Regions from separate parts of the Zea mays genome. Here region 2 is linked to region 1. Evidence: chromatin contacts called from public Hi-C data. All regions are on one chromosome and are shown on one strand. Each heading gives the region's core, a stretch centred on a gene start, on an enhancer-like site or on the middle of the called end of the contact. The rest is flanking DNA. Distances are from core to core; before and after follow the strand shown. Region 1 holds the start of LOC100502270. Region 2 has its middle 17 kb from the start of LOC100282248.

What was found. A called contact is a pair of places that touch in the nucleus more often than the background predicts.
Region 2: a Hi-C map of ear shows a contact between it and region 1, with 1.6 times the contacts expected there. The contact joins the enhancer-like site here to the promoter of LOC100502270 in region 1. A contact is called at or near these places in 3 of 25 Hi-C or Micro-C datasets (ear, endosperm and leaf).

Annotation. Positions count from the first base shown.
Region 1 is chr1:307,581,157-307,586,363 of Zm-B73-REFERENCE-NAM-5.0, reverse strand. It overlaps LOC100502270, which reads right to left and starts at 3,738. Exons shown (of 3, transcript NM_001349037.1): 1 at 3,525-3,738; 2 at 3,239-3,410; 3 at 2,330-3,092. The coding sequence starts at 3,595. The coding sequence ends at 2,799.
Region 2 is chr1:307,669,788-307,674,926 of Zm-B73-REFERENCE-NAM-5.0, reverse strand. No RefSeq gene overlaps it. Among protein-coding and RNA genes, the nearest start is that of LOC100282248, 17 kb to the left of the region's middle. Within about 2 kb of position 1,331, at least 16 of the 20 cell types and tissues checked have an H3K27ac peak or open chromatin away from gene starts, as enhancers often do. A contact at or near this core is called in ear and leaf, where this site is marked.

The DNA of each region.
Region 1 (5,207 bases), core at 2,489-4,988:
GCGGCCGAAAAGAACTCTGCTGTTGGGCCGAAGCTTGTGAAGAGTGTTGGGGTCTTTGCTGCTGGCTCCCTCGATCATCAGTTTGAGCAGAGTTATGGATTGACCTAACATGCCTCGGGTGAAATCTTCCTCCAAAGCCCCTGGTCATTTCAGAGAACCTGAATGCTTCCTCCCTTCTTTGGCGGAAGTCATTGTTAGCTCGAATGTATTCGTCCATCTTCTGGAGCAGCTTCTCCAACGTTTGTGGTGGCTTCCTGGCAAAGTACTGCGTTGATGGTCCCGGCCGAAGCCCCTTAATCATGGCCTCAATGACAATTTCATTGGGCACTGTTGGCGCTTGTGCCCTCAGGCGCAGAAACCTCCGGACATACGCCTGAAGGTACTCTTCATGGTCCTGGGTACACTGGAAGAGAGCCTGAGCGGTGACTGGCTTCGTCTGAAACCCTTGGAAGCTAGTTATCAGCATATCCTTCAATTTCTGCCAAGAAGTGATTGTCCCTGGCCGAAAAGAAGAGTACCAAGTCTGAGCAACGCTCCTGACGGCCATGACAAAAGATTTTGCCATGACTGCCGTATTGCCACCATACGAAGATATGGTTGCTTCATAGCTCATTAGGAATTGCTTCGGGTCTGTGTGACCGTCATACATGGGGAGCTGGGGTGGCTTGTAAGACTGTGGCCATGGTGTAGCCTGCAATTCTGTTGAGAGAGGAGAAGCATCATCAAAAGCAAAGTTTCCATGATGGAAATCTTCATACCAGTCATCCTCATTGTGGAAGCCTTCCTTATGAAGCTCTCTGCGTGGAGGCCTTCGGCTTTGATCATTTTGAACAAGATGACGAACCTTTTCAGAAGCTTCGTCTATCTGTCTCTGAAGATCAGCTAGACGAGCCATCTTCTCCTTCTTGCGTTGCACCTGTTGCTGAAGGATCTCCAGGTTTTGGATCTCCTGATCCAGGTCATCCTCCGGAGGTGTTGGACTAACAGCCTTCCTCTTCTGGCTTCGGGCCTCTCTAAGAGAAAGGACATCCTGATTGGGATCCAGAGGCTGTAAAGTACCAGCCCCTGTCGCTGAAGCTTTTTTCGGCGGCATGACGAAGGTGATGCTTGTCGAAAGTGTTCAAGACTCAAAAAATGGAAGTGAGTTCACCGGAGGTGGGCGCCAATGTTGGGGACTTGTTCTCAAATACTATGAATCAAGAACAAGGCAACACAAAATGTTAAATATCAAAAAGCCCTTCGTCCTTCAAATCATTACTTCCTTTCGAACATAATGAATTTAGGACGAAGGTCATGAAGGTCTTACCTTCATGATCATGATAAAAAATGGAGAACATTCAAACAAAATAAAGAAGGTGACACAATTATTACAAATATTATTATTAATCTATTTCTTCTTTTTATTACTTATTTGAACAAGAATAAATTACAAGTATACCTTCGGTTTGAAGGAGAAGAGTACAGGCGTGACGCAAAAGTGAATGCCCAGTCAGCGTGAACAGTACGGGAATACTGTTCACCTATTTATAGGCACGGGTCGCAGCCCATGCAAAATTACATTAATACTCTTTACATTTATCAATAACTCTATGATAATTCTTCGAGGTCAAATCTGGTTTTTTATCTTTAAGTCGGTTTCTTTTTCCGCTGCTATCCCGAAGCTCTTCTACACACAGCTTCGGCTCTGCGCCAACCTTCGTGTTCTTTGTGCTTCTTCATACCGTGGCTCTGATCCGAGTCCGAAGATACCTGTTAATGTACTTTACTCCAGAAACATTGTTAAATCATGTTTTTAGGTCCTTCGGAAGCCGAAGGCTTCCAACATCTACTATTTATTATGAATAAGAAGATGTCCACACTCCTATGACGTTCTTTCCTTGGAGCTTAATAGACAGCGCCAGGCGGACGTAGTCCTCGACGCCAATGGTCATGTACATCGGCACATACCTGCCGTTGGTGAGCACCTTGACGACGTAGTCCTCGACGCTGATCCACGCACGGCACCTCCTGGTTAATCACTGTCGAACGTTGCTCGCCGTCTACCACAGGAAGCAGCAAAGGTAACAGGTAGCTGACGGCGTGACATCCAAGCAGATTAATCACTGCCGAACACTCCTATTAATGCAGAGATCGAGTCTATATCGACGTTTGCATGTTGATCGAAACTCTCTCCTACGCTTTTATTTCGTCGAAGCCGATCGTGCCATGTTTCATAATAGCAGAAATCTCCGAGAGCAGAAGGTGATGGTGAAACGAACCCCGTCACACTGCGGCTGCTCTTAGCCTCACAGATTACTCAAGAAGAAAAGGAACAAGACATGTCACTTTTGCATTCGTCATCTTCCTTTTAATATTTTTGCATTGAAGAAACAAGAGGAATACACTGCTACTTGCATACAGGCTTCCTCCCAAAACAAGCACTTGCTTTGACTAGAACTAGAACTAGAACTAGAACTTACGGCGACCGATTAATTACATACAAATGATCCCGCTAACGTTTCTGGAAGTTGAAGAACTTGATGGAATAACCGAATACGAAGAAGAACACAATGACGTAGGCGAAATGGACGAGCACAACATAGCCGAGTAAGTCATGCTGGATGCCGAGATTATCCTTCAAGAACTGCTTCACCACCACGGGCGTCCCACCGGGAACTGAAAGCTCACCTTCGTTCTCGCCAAACTGAGACGCAACAACGCCATAGATGGTCCACGACACAGGGTTCGCCCAGTAGTACCACCTCCACCAAATTGGTATTGCCTGCGAATCATCAGATCAGATCAGATCAGAGTCTCACTCAAATTTTGGAACCCAGAAGAGTAGCTTGCATGCTCACCGGTCTAACGATGAGGAATCCAGCAAAGAGGTTCCACAGAGGTAGAGCAAACGTGATGAGAATGTTCGCGAGCAATGCGGAGGGAGTGCATGCTACCAACATCATGCCGAACAATGTGAAGTAGTTGAAGCTTGCAGTGATGAAAAACAGGAAATAGAAGAATTTATCCGCTTTCCAGTCATATCCGATCATCGCATATATGATGACTGTGTACAGTATCCCCTGTAAGATGGTGTAGATGACCTCCACACATGTCTGCCAAAACCAAATGTCAAATGAACCCTTAAATGGATGCATGGATTTAGTTAGTGATGATAGCTCACAGATAAGATGCTCATATCCACGTTATTGTGTTATGTCCTAATGACGTAAATAAAAGGGGCTATTTGGTTAAAGGTTACCTGAGCAAATGCATAGGATAACGGAGAGTACATCCCCGCTGCCTTCTCACGGTAGAAAACTGCTCGCTCAATCGATACAACAGGCTGAACCGTGATGCAATTTGAAGCCCCAAGAAAGAATGTAGCAGCGTAAGTGGCTCCAAGCAGATTATATAAATCTTGTTGTGAATCTCTGTGTATCATAAGTAAATTAAAAATGTATTATTGCCACCATAAACACCAAAGTAGAATTCATCCAGACACTTTTATTTTCAAATACAGCATCAAAGTAGCTAGAGGCCCATACATGTTCTTTCCTTTTTGCCAAAATACTGTACCAAATACAAGGCCAAAGAGACATGTCATCAGATAGCGCATAGCATTGTAGGGTGGATTCTTCCAGTACGAACGGTATTGCTTCCAAAAGTTTGCGGCACATTGACCGTAGAAATTCTGTGAATATTTTGTAGGAAATGACAGGTCCTGGTTGTCTGATCGGGGAATACTCAACTCCTTGATAACCTCTTGATTTTTCCTGCTCATAGTTATAAAGGGAGAATATTTGTCAATAATATGAAACTATATCCCCTACATTTCACAATTTTTGTCCTATTCTATTCCTAGCATAAACCAAGGAATCATCTAATCTAAGAAGGTAGGAACCAATTTTTTTATTCCACGATGGACAAGCAATATGAAACCATGCTCCCCAAGAAAACAAACAATAATAAAAAACTGGACCTGTGGGGGAGACCGCACCACGACATTGCATTTAAGATGAAGACCTTTTTACGCAAGTCCAGAAAACTTCTGAACCCCTGTCCCACTCATACACAACGACACCGTAGCCCATGTGAGAATGGCCGCGACCAAGACTGGACCTTAGACCTGTGCTTTGGCGTGAACTTTTTTTAACCCAAGTCTGAGATTCGCTCCCACGTGGAGTCGAACTCAGGACCTGAGTGCTACTCAGACCACCTAACCAACTCAGCTAGAGGTCCTTTCGCGAAAACAAACAATAATATGAACGTGGGAAGTAAAATGACACAGGATGCCATTTTCACTCTCTTTCACTTTTTTCTTGTGAAATAAGGATTGATAGAACAAATCAGTGATAAAGAATGGTCTTGTTGAAAAATTGAGGCTGGTTACCTATAAAGCACAGAGCTTGCATAAATTTCAGCAAAATTCATGTTCAATCGAGCCTCAGATAGAGGAGAACTAACTTCCAGCACCCATGTTGCAGGATTATATCCTTCTGTGATCTTTGGAACACCTGGAATCGCCTGCAGGAAAATGAGATCAAAAAAAGTTTAACGCACACTGTTGAACACTGTTGGTAAACCCTGCATGACTGCATAAAGCTCATGACTTATTTGGTCTTTGCTGAACTGGTGTGTGTGTGTGTGTTTGTGAGCAAGCTATGCATTTCACTTGAGAAACATATAAAAATGTCTCATTCCCAAACCCGAACACATAAGAAAAGAGATCGAACCTCAAAATATTCAACTAGTTTGTGAGAGTGGCGACCAAGTTCACCAGCATAAATAACCTGACCTCCACGTTTCAAAAGCAGAAGCTGGAAAACAAACCAGTTGTGAGGATATCACAATGGAAAAAACTAAAACATTAAATGGTTTCTAGATGTGCACACGCAGACTTTTGAGGGAGGGAGAGAGAGGACCTCATCAAAAGACTCAAATATGTCGATGCTGGGCTGATGGATTGTGCAGACCACAGTACGCCCAGTGTTAACCGTATTTCTTACTGTACGCATGACAATTGCCGCAGCTCGAGCATCAAGACCAGAAGTTGGTTCATCCATGAAGATGATTGAAGGGTTTGCTACCAGCTCCACAGCAATTGTCAGCCTTTTTCTTTGCTCAGTTGATAACCCACTAACTCCAGGGAGACCCACTAGAGCGTCGCGCAACACATCAAGCTCTACAAGGGCCATCACTTCCTCCACAAACATCTAAATGGTTTAAGT
Region 2 (5,139 bases), core at 82-2,581, 91 kb before region 1:
TGACGCTAAGCATCACCGAACCTAGGCATCATTCCGCGTTGTTTTATGTGCAGGAGAAGGAAACCCAGGCAGTGCTTGTAAGGTGGGCCCACACAAACCACTCACAAAGATTCGTCGCTCCGTTAACGTCGCCTTGAAAACCGGGCGAAAGACTATGTTTTTTTGCAGGAAGCCAACCTCCTCGGAAGGAGCGCCAAGAGAGCACGTGGTGGGAAGGGCTCTAGTAACGGGCTGGGAGGTTAACCACCCAATCACGCCAACTACGTGTGATACGGCGAACGAGCCATTCCATGTCCCATCGGGTCGCCCACGCTAAGCGGCGTAATGATGACCCCATATTTTACTGCGCCGCCATGAGCCCATGACAATTACACCGCGCCAATCAGGTAAAAATCAAAACGCACTTCAACTCAACGCGCAAAGTGAGGGGTGGACCGAGAAAGCTCCCAGCGAGTCATAAGCTAGGTGACCGGCTCATAGTTCATTTGCTCGGCACCACGTCGAAGGTCATACCTTAAATTTTCATGCGGAAACCCTGTGATGGGGTGGCCATGGGCCCCCTTTGGTCGGCCAAGCAGATTAGAGGGCTGGAACAGGATCGAGTAAGGAAGGACTCAATGAGATGCCCCATCAGGTCGAGCACCCTAAGTGGGATCGCTCGCCGAGACCTAACTCTATCATCAAGTTACAGACGGGTTATCCAAGTGAGATCTGACACCCTTCGATAGGGTTAGGTCTAGGCGAGCGATCCCAATGGGGGCGCTCGACCCGCTAGGGGCATCTCATTGAATCCTTCCTTATTCGATCCTATTTCGGCCCTATGATCGGGGCACGCCTGCGTTCACCAGTTGCATCCCGGTGGCCCAGCCTCATTGGACTTATGGTGCGGAGATGAGGTTTGTGAACACCTCCATTCCTTCCTTTAGAACATTTGTTTTAAGCATGAGACCTTAGAAGAGGATAGTTATTTTTAAAAGTAGAATTTAAAAATTTTGTGGTCCACTTATCTTTTGGAGCATTTTTTTGTTTGATTAAGAATTTCCAAAAAGGAATTTACTTGGTGCATTAATTCTTTCTCTTATATGGAAAATAGTTTAAATAAGTTTTGTGCTCTACCCTAAAAAGTCTTATTCCCCAAAGGAGTATTTTTATTTCCAAGGTTTTCATGATTAAGGAAAATATTTAAGAGTGTATTTGTATCTCCTTATATTTGAAAAGGAAAAGGATTTGGAAAATCACAGAAAAAGGAAAATTCTCCTCGCCCCTAGCTCGCGCCTGCTTTTGGCCTAGGTGGCCCATCAATGAGCCACACCTTCCTCTCTCTCTCTCTCTCTCTCAGCCGGGCCTCGCGTGTCAGCCATTTCCTTTCTTTTTCCTCACACTCACGCCCGAGTATGTAGCTTGTCGCCCGCGTCAAGCCGCCTCTGTCTGAATCCTTGCTCGATGTGCAGTGCACCGTGATGCTCTTCCTTTTCCCCTCGATCTCGACTGATCTTCCCTTCCCCACGCCGAGTATTTCTTTCCTTTTTGTGGTCGCCGTTTATGGAAACCGGCCAGAGTTGATTCACTCGCCGATTCCCAACGATTTGGAGCTCAATTCGCCTTGGTCTAGCCTATATAAGTATCACCTGAAGCTACAGGTGTACATTCGGACCGTCTGGCCCGGCCCAAGCCCAAAATGGCCTGACACGTTTAAATTTTGGGTCGGGGTGACCCATTTGAATTTTAGACTGTGCCGGATCGACCCACGGCCTGACACGTAATTTCTTAAACGTGCCAGGTTCATTTCGGGTGACCCGAAATTTAATTTTTGGCCCGGAATTCAATTTTTGGTCCGGAATTCACATCAGGTCCCAAAATTCACATTAGAGCCCTAAAATCAAAACAAATTTAATGAAACAAATAAAAGATAAGACAAATAAATTTTACCAAAAGCAAACTTAATATCTGTATTAAGTTACAGGACTACGCAGTGACTACCTCGTTTAAAAATCATTTTGTTAGAAGGAAAAAAAGTATAATTAACTATATACAAAGTTTTAAATTCGATTCATTATCTAATGTTCATAACAAAAGTAAAATTACATCACATACTCTAATTCAAAGCTTCAAAAAACATCTAACTAGCATCATCTCTAGCTTTGCGTTCTTTATCAAGTACATAAAAGTGTGGAATGAAGTGTGATTTTAATGAATATATGAGCATTTTCGTGCCTCTATATGGGCCATTTCGTGCCTGCCTTAAACAGGTTGTGCTCGTGCCTGCCCATGGGCCACGACCTCGGCCCAAACCCGACCCTATATATTGGGTCGTGCCGGTCCGACACTAAAATATTTCGGGTCGTGCCGTGCCTGGGCCGTGCTTTTTTCGTGCTTCGGGCCAGCCCATTAGGCTCGGCCCAAATATACATCTATACCTGAAGCCCCGCCTTCGATTCCAAGCACCAGTGCCCCCTCCCCAAGCCTCGCTGCCTCTATCCACGCTCACCGTCGCCGCCGACCCGCCATAGCCCGTGGCCAGGAACCCCCCCAGCGTCCCTATGTCTGTGCCAAGGCCGCCATCGTGATTCTGGGAGCTTGTTGGTGCTTCCTCAGTCTTCTCCGAGCTCTCCCGGCCCTTAGTCCAGCACAATCGCGTAGCCCCAACCCCGTCGGAGTTCATTGCACCGTCACCACTCATCGCTGACCCTCTCTGCTACCCTAACCCCCTTGGTGAGGCCCTCGACCGTGTTTGACTTCACCCCAACTCCCTCCCAAGCTATTCTCCCAGCATGTTAAGCCCCAGAGCATCGTTCCGGCCAACTCCGGTGAGCCCGATGGCTGTGCGCCGCCGCACGCTGTCCACCCCTTCGCCCTGGCTTGCTGGCTGTGGAGCCGCGCACGCATGTTGAGCCACACGATCTGGTTCGTTGGATCATGATCGATCGATCGACATTAGTCAAGCCGAGTCGCTCGCCTATTTTAAATCATAGTGCTTAGATCTAGATCGGACAGTCCCCATCGACCGATACCTTTTCGCCTGAGTCGCGTCGTTAAATTTGTAAAAGAGCCACTGAGTTATTATCTTTTTACCCATCGTTTCTCGTAGTTCAAAGATCATTACCGTTAGGTCTTGAATCTTATGGTTTAGTGCTTAGTAACCTTACCTGAAATATGGGCAAATGGGGAAGCGGTTGACAGTGGCAGCTCATGTTAACATGGGGACATAGTCTTGGCTAAGCTACCTATAACACCCTGAATTTTTGGGGTATAAAAATGTCTTTGCTCTGTACTCAAAATCCAGGTGTTATCCTCCCTTTCTTCACTTTTCTTTTTCCCTTGCTTAAAACAATAGAGTATTTTGTTCTATATTGGCATGAGCCCGAGAAGTGTCCTGGTTGTTGCATTCATGTTGTTGCATAATGTTTCTAAGTGCAAAAGGTATTTGGAACATGTTAATATATTTTGTAGAAGTTTCCCGTAAATGTTCATATTTTCTAAATATTATCCTATTTTCTGAAATTCAAAATCTATTTATTTGAGGTACTTAAAAACTTTTCCAAAAGTTCTAAATAACTTTTTTGAGTTCATTTGGTGCCAAATCATGTCTAGCAATTCTCCTAGATTTTTGGAGCCATCAAAATATTTTTTGGATATTAAAAACGATTTGAGCCTTATGGGATAATTACGAAAAATAAAATATCTTCAAACCCTAGTAATATATATATGGCTGGAATCCTCTCGTCGAGCCCTTTCCGGATTTCGAAACCCTATCCCTAGTCTAGATCTGAAACTCTCGGAATTGCTCGCCGAAGTTCAGGATGATTCCAACTCCCACGACAACTCAAATGAGCAATTACTTTTGATCCATGCGTCGTCGGTGGAATCCGAGGGTATCGCTGCGTTCGTATCGTCGAGAGCTTTGATTTGGTGCTTTCGATTCATCGATCGGACCTTCGATTCACCGTCAATCAAAGGATTTCTCCTCGGCTCGGGCGAGGGCCTTCTTCTTTGGTGAGCTACCTCCATTGTTCTTCGTGTTTCTTCTTCGTTTTTCGCCGTGTGTCGTAGCCCAACCCCATCTCAATAGTCCCTCTCCCTCTCCACCCTCCCCTCCCCACGACCTCTCTCCCCCCTCTCCCCTCCTCTATCTGCGGCGTGTCAGCGGCGGTCGGCCGCTCGGCCATGGCCGTGCACCCCCACGACATACCCTCCCCCCTCTCTCTACGCGTGGCCCTAGGGCGCGGTGGCGCGGCCCCCGCCAGCTGGTGTGGCCCCCCTGCCCCACCCTCGCGCGCGGCCCCTCCCGTGCCCCTCCCCTTCTCTTCTATGGTTGAGAGGAAGGAGATGGAGGGAGGAAGAAGAGGGTCGTTTTGCGAATAGACCCTTGGACGATTTTAAAACTGTATGCAGAAATTTGTTTCAATTTAAAATCACGACATCTTTTGCGTTTTAAATCCAATTCACCCCGTTCAAGTTGCGTTAGATTCGTATTAAAATTGTCTACATGTTAGAAGTATTGTTCTCTGCTGTTACACATTTTATTTAATTTATTTAAACGTTTGTTTGATCGATGGTTACTAGAATGACGTTTCCATTTAAATCTAATTTAGGGATTCGATTTGCGCATTTATAATTAAACACCAGCATGGTTAACCTTAAAAAAGAAATATTATTTATTAATAATTGTTTAGTTTAATAATGATATCTATTTGTTAGTCCCCGCGTGTCGTGTTGGCCCGCGCGCCGTGCGCGTGCTGTGCGCGTGCTATCGTGCTGCTTCGCGCGTTGCTTATTTTGTCTCGCGTCGTTAATTCGTCTCGCTTAGTCACTAATATTATATAAATTATTTATTTAACTAAGAGCTATTTGTTTAATGAGAATTAATTAAAACTAGGCGATAGTTCTAGTTGCATTTAATAAATGTCGAATAATGCGAGTATGTCGAATTAAATGTTCTATTTCATATTTGTACAACATAAACGCAATAACTTCACAATCGTAACTTCGATCTCGGTGGTTTTTTTTCTTGTGTGACCGTAGAAGTGAGCACTATTTTGTATTGCACGTATTTTTTCCCTTGTATGGTGTACTATTTCTTTCTGTTCCAAGAATGTTGAATGTGTGTTCGCACTTGCTTAGATAATGTTTCGTCTGTGG